Regions from separate parts of the Mus musculus genome. Here region 2 is linked to region 1. A link is a contact called in public Hi-C data. All regions are on one chromosome and are shown on one strand. Each heading gives the region's core, a stretch centred on a gene start, on an enhancer-like site or on the middle of the called end of the contact. The rest is flanking DNA. Distances are from core to core; before and after follow the strand shown. Region 1 overlaps Adamts3 (a disintegrin-like and metallopeptidase (reprolysin type) with thrombospondin type 1 motif, 3). Region 2 has its middle 150 kb from the start of Adamts3.

What was found. Hi-C and Micro-C count contacts between places; a contact is called where the count stands out from the background.
Region 2: a contact with region 1 is called in a Hi-C map of cortical neurons, with 2.4 times the contacts expected there. The contact joins two enhancer-like sites. A contact is called at or near these places in 1 of 39 promoter capture datasets (hippocampal neurons) and 9 of 484 Hi-C or Micro-C datasets (cerebral cortex, cortical neurons, nephron progenitors and 2 more).

The regions. Positions count from the first base shown.
Region 1 is chr5:89,710,311-89,713,010 of GRCm38.p6, reverse strand. Adamts3 (a disintegrin-like and metallopeptidase (reprolysin type) with thrombospondin type 1 motif, 3) reads left to right here. Exons shown (of 22, transcript NM_001081401.2): 6 at 2,271-2,354. Among named protein-coding and RNA genes, the nearest start is that of Gm7056, 95 kb to the right of the region's middle. Within about 2 kb of position 1,415, at least 4 of the 459 cell types and tissues checked have an H3K27ac peak or open chromatin away from gene starts, as enhancers often do. A contact at or near this core is called in cortical neurons, where this site is marked.
Region 2 is chr5:90,031,943-90,034,642 of GRCm38.p6, reverse strand. No RefSeq gene overlaps it. Among named protein-coding and RNA genes, the nearest start is that of Adamts3, 150 kb to the right of the region's middle. Within about 2 kb of position 1,427, at least 24 of the 459 cell types and tissues checked have an H3K27ac peak or open chromatin away from gene starts, as enhancers often do. A contact at or near this core is called in cortical neurons, where this site is marked.

The DNA.
Region 1 (2,700 bases), core at 166-2,665:
TTCTGCCTGTAGCAGGAGGTGAGGGGAGAGGCAGGAGGAGGGTATCTCTCCCTCATCCACACCACTGCAGGGGGGACAAAAGGTAGGGCCCTCTCTCCAATGCTTATATCTTATATCCTTGGGGCTGGCTCACCTGAAACCCCTGGAATTGGGGGAGGGAAGGTTCATTTGCTCTCTTGCTCTCCCATGATGCTCAGGTGAAGGCTGAGGCCAATTCTGCACAGCCTTCAGACATCAACATGTGCCCAGGGCAGCAGCCCAGACCAGGGATGCCATCCTGGCCTTCGGTGGCACCATGCTGCTACAGACGTGGCCCCTTGTGGCAGTGCAAGCTAGGACCCTATCATGGTCCCCAGTGGCATCACCAGCTACTCACCTTATTTTGTCCCTTGCTATCCTCAAGTTGGTAGCCATTGAGGGATTTTTGAAGCAATGTGATCTGAGAAATTTAATGTCTTCTATCTTTAATCACTGTATCTCCCAAGTCATTCTGTATAGGACACATTTTCTGGGCTCTTTGGTCTCTGTTATTTTCTTTAAATGCCATTGTATTGTTGACCAGCTCTCTTATATGTCAGTACATAGTGAGTTCAATACTTTGGGTTTCCGTTAGCCTATAGTAAGCCAAACTGGCCATGGGTCACCTGCCTATACTCCTGGGCAATGCAAGGGTTCATCACAGAGTATTTTTTTTTTAATCTAGCTTATCTTCTATAGCTACCAAGCTAGATCTTTCTAATTAATGACTATATATAATTAATGCATATATATGTATATATGCATATATATGTATATATATGCATTTTCCACTTAAAGGTACCATAAAGCCTTTCCTGTTAGAATATGCTTTACCTTTTTTAGTATTTTCTACCTTAGACTGACCTTTCACATCTATCTTTGGTAGCTTTGTAAATGCTGTGTACAATCTGAATACATAGTATACTACCCATCAATTTAAGATCTAAAATGTTGAAATTATTCCATGCAGTCATGCTAGAATCTTGAAACATCTAACTCGAGATTTCTTGGCCTGTTTCTTGGTAGGTGTGGCAAGTCTAACATGGCAAGCCAGAGTACCCTGATGCATGAGTTTCATTCTATGATGATTAAATGTTCTGTATTTTCTGGCTTTGTACTCTTCTCTGCAGCTTTTAGATTTGCTAAGCCTGCCATCCAAACCTCCTGGATCTCAAGCGAAATTGTGGTTAGTTTTCATCTCTCTCCTAGTTTCTGTTAGAAGTTTGAGCCCTTGTTCTGGGGGAATAGCTCGGAACTGGAATCTAGCCAGGTAACCCTGCCTTTGTCATTTCTGCTAGCATTCACCAAGTTGGACAGACTTTCTTTGCACTCACTTTGCAGTAGCTTAATCAGAAGATATAATTACAGTGTGCTTTAGATTCCTGTCTGCCAGTAACGCACTGTGTGGTTTAGCTTGTCACTGACAGTCTACAGGCTTCATTGTCCTCCCTGTATGAAACACAGTTGAGCTGCAACCTAAAATTGCTCTGATTCCAACATCTGTACTATTAAAGTATACAAAGTCATTTCTGAGAAATTCTAGCCTAACTTTCAAAATGTAATAATGATATGGGAGTCAATTGAGATCTTCAGAGTTGAGTCCAGAACTGACATCTCTGATAAGCACTTGTACGGTCTCCTTAACACTGCATATTCTGAAAAGTATTTATCCCACAGTAGTTCTAAAAAAGCATTGCCCCAGCTGCTCGGTCCTGGGGGATGCTGGGAAAGCTACCTACTTGCTGACTCACAGATAGATCCCCAAAGCTTCGATACAGAAATCCCTCAGCCAAGATAGTACGTTTGCAAGCCATGTGGGCACTCTTGCTATATTGTCTGTCTTCTTCTGTTGTCTTGTGGCCACTCACAGAAGGACAGAAAATCAGGAGTCATTTTTTTTTTAATTTGTTTTATGTGAGTGTTGTGTTATATGTAGGCATATACACAAATGTGTGTGTGTGCGCACACACACACACACACACACACACAAATTTGTTAAATAAATCTCCTCCTAATATGTCTATGTTAATTTTTCTCTGTACTTTACAAAAACTCAATAATTCACATATCCAAAGATTGCTCCAAAACAAAAAATAAATTACTTCATTTTGGAGATTGGCTTAAACTAAATTTAAACACAATGTAAGTTGCCCAATCTGAGTAGAGGACTTGCAACTGGCGTGGCAATGTTGTGTGTGTCTTGAAATCCTTTGCATTGCCTTTCTTCTAGCAACTATCTCTTTTGTCTCCAGGTAAATGAAATCTACCACGATGAGTCCCTCGGAGTGCATATAAATGTGGTCCTGGTACGAATGATTATGCTTGGTTATGCAAAGGTAAAATACCTTAATGTGGGCTATAAAAATTAAGATTAGGCTAGCCAGTAAAAGATGGGGTGGCAAAACTACTTTCAATCTTATGTAGACTCATGGTTATAAAGCTGGGGAGGAGAATTTTCCAGAATGAGAAGAAAATGTTAAATTGGAGCAACTTTTTGTTAGAGGCAGGTCTCATATAGTTCAGATTGGACCAAGACTCTCTATGAGGTCAAAGATGATCTTCAACTCCTGATCTTCCTAACTCTGCCTCCTAAATGGTGGCATTATAACCATGCACTAATGCCCAATGCATAATCTGCTAGAGATTTAACCAAGAATCTTTTGCATGATAGAAAAACACTAT
Region 2 (2,700 bases), core at 178-2,677, 320 kb before region 1:
TCTTCCTGACCCAGCATTTTATTCTCTTCATCTCTAGTCTCTATCAGCATTGTCTCCACTTTCTCTATTCTCCTGTCACTTGTATGTCTGTAATATTTGCTTATTTTTGTTTAGATTTTTTCCTCTTTTTCTTACATGCCTATTAATCACACTCCTCTCTTATTCTTTAATTTGAATGCCTATATACTCTTAGTCTCTTTCTCTGTCTCTGTCTCTATCTCTCTCTCTCCCCAGGGTCTCACATAGTCCAGATAAGACTGGCTGGTTTGACAATTTCTAGGCAGCTGAGGCCAGTCCTGAACTCAGGAGTTCACCTGCATTTACTTCCCAATGTTTTTCTTGGTTTGTCTTTTAATTACTTAATTCTGTTTTACGTAATAGTCCCTGGTGCCTTCTGTTTTCACATAAAATTCACATGAAATATATTTTTATTATATGGACCCTCAATATGGTTTATAATCATTTGATGTGTTGATTGATTAAAGCCCGTCTGGTTATCATCTTGAATGGTTAATATTGCCAAAAAGAAATGCATGTATACATGCATATATGTATGTACTTACACACACACACACATATATATATATATATATATATATATATATACGTACATATATATATATGTACACACACACACACATATATTCTTGGATTGGTCTTTCCATTGATGCTTTCTGTTAAAAATAAAGTCTTACAAACAACTGTCTTTAATTGGGTGAGGACCAAGCAAAGACTATAATTAAGTATTATACAATAGTTTTAAAGTAAAATTCCAAAGTAGAAAACCATATAGTCAGAAAATAATATGACATAAAAAATATACATGAGGGAAAAACAAAGCCTGAAACACGTTTCCAGGGTCTTTACTTTTCTCTATATATGCAGAGCTGGTACTCAAATACTCCCACCAAATATAGGTTCAGGAAGTGTTGACCTTTGAAAATGAACACAGTTTTTTCCTTTCTATATATCATATTAAAACAACTGAAGTCAATATAAATGCTCACATTAACTATAAGGACAAATAAACAAAGCACATGGTACCAAATAAAAGACACGGCCACTGTTCTAAAGACTTCCTTAGATCCCAAGGTATTGAGTTTTCTTTTGCCCTCTTTCAGTATATTGTCTCCTTGCTTGTTATCAATCCATAGAAGCTGCCTCTGCCTTTCTGGTATGTGCTGGGAAGGAAACACTCTCTCTTGATATATCTAACCATTTGGTGTCACTGTTCGCTTTGGGTATTGCTTGGTCTGACTAGAACACGAGCCATTTGGTTAGGAAAGCTGTCACATTTGGAAAGGAGCAACCAGGCAGGGAGAAACTAAATTGTTTTTCTTTGTCTGCCTGCTGTTCCAAGTCGTTGCAGGCACTGCCAGTAAATCATGGGGAGAAGTGTGGGGCCTGTTCAGCTGTCAGTGAATACGAGGGAGGGATCCACTCACACCAGCCTGTTCTTTATATGATGGACTCAGTTACCAAAGGCTGGTGGTGGGCACTGGAACAGAGGTCTCAAGAAGCAGCCCCGGTTGTCTAAGGAAAGAAAACCCTGTAACCATCAGGAAAAGCACGTGCTGCTCTGTTCGGCAAGGCTTGTGCTTTTCACTGTGCTTCTGGCATTAAGTCCCCAAAGGCCACCATCCACTGAAGCAGAATTCATCATGAGGTTTGTTCCATCATGGAACAGGGGTGAGATGCAAACACAGTTAGGATTGGCCTGAGTCATTCTCTTGAGGCAAGCTTGGGTTTTTAGGTGAGATCTGTGTGCTTGCAGTGGGGTGACACTGATATGCAATATATTATAAGGAGGATAAGAATATGAACTGTGTGGATGGAATGAATCGTCACCTATGAAAGGTTATTGAGGGAGAAACAGATCTTGTGGAGGAGAATGGTGAGACATGAACCCTGAAATGCACTCTAAAATACCAAAGGGCGATGGCAACGCAGCATGTAAGTCTTGCGAAGGTCTAGAGGTCAAGGTATAGTTATATCAAAACTTACTGTGGAAATCGATGACATAATTGCTTGGTAAACCATCTAGTGGTATCAAGATTGTGGCATTTCCTAGAGAAAAATGAATTAGACTACCACTGTAGGAAGAAATTGCCCCTTTCTCTGTTGTCATAGTTGACTAATGACTGCTATACAAAGGACTTTGAACTCATGGTACCACTTAATACTTCCAACCAATGTATGAAGCCACACAATTTACCACCTCCATTTTCTAAATGAAGAATCAAAGCACAGAATGTCACTGAAATAACTCACTCAAGGTAATTGTTCACTATGCTACATAGGTTGTGTCTGATATGGGTGAAAATAGATGATAGAAAGTGACCTCTCTTTAAATCTGTTAGTTATATATAGACTCATGTTTGAGAGGGAATAATGAACCATTGATAAATTCCTTAGGAACTGATAAGAAACAGGGAAAACCACTCCCAGCACAGGACTTTGCAAGACACAGTCATGACTACAATATAAGGCAGTTTTTAGGTAGTTGGAAATCAGCAAGAAAATAAATACTGAGACCAACTCTTGTACTAGGTTCAAATTTATCATTTTATGAGTTTGAAAATAGACACTCACCAAGTCAAAAGACCAAGGGCCTTTCCTCTCATTGATGACTAACTAGGCCATCCTCTGCTACATATGTAACTAGAGCCATAAGTCCCACCATGTGTTTTCTTTGGTTGG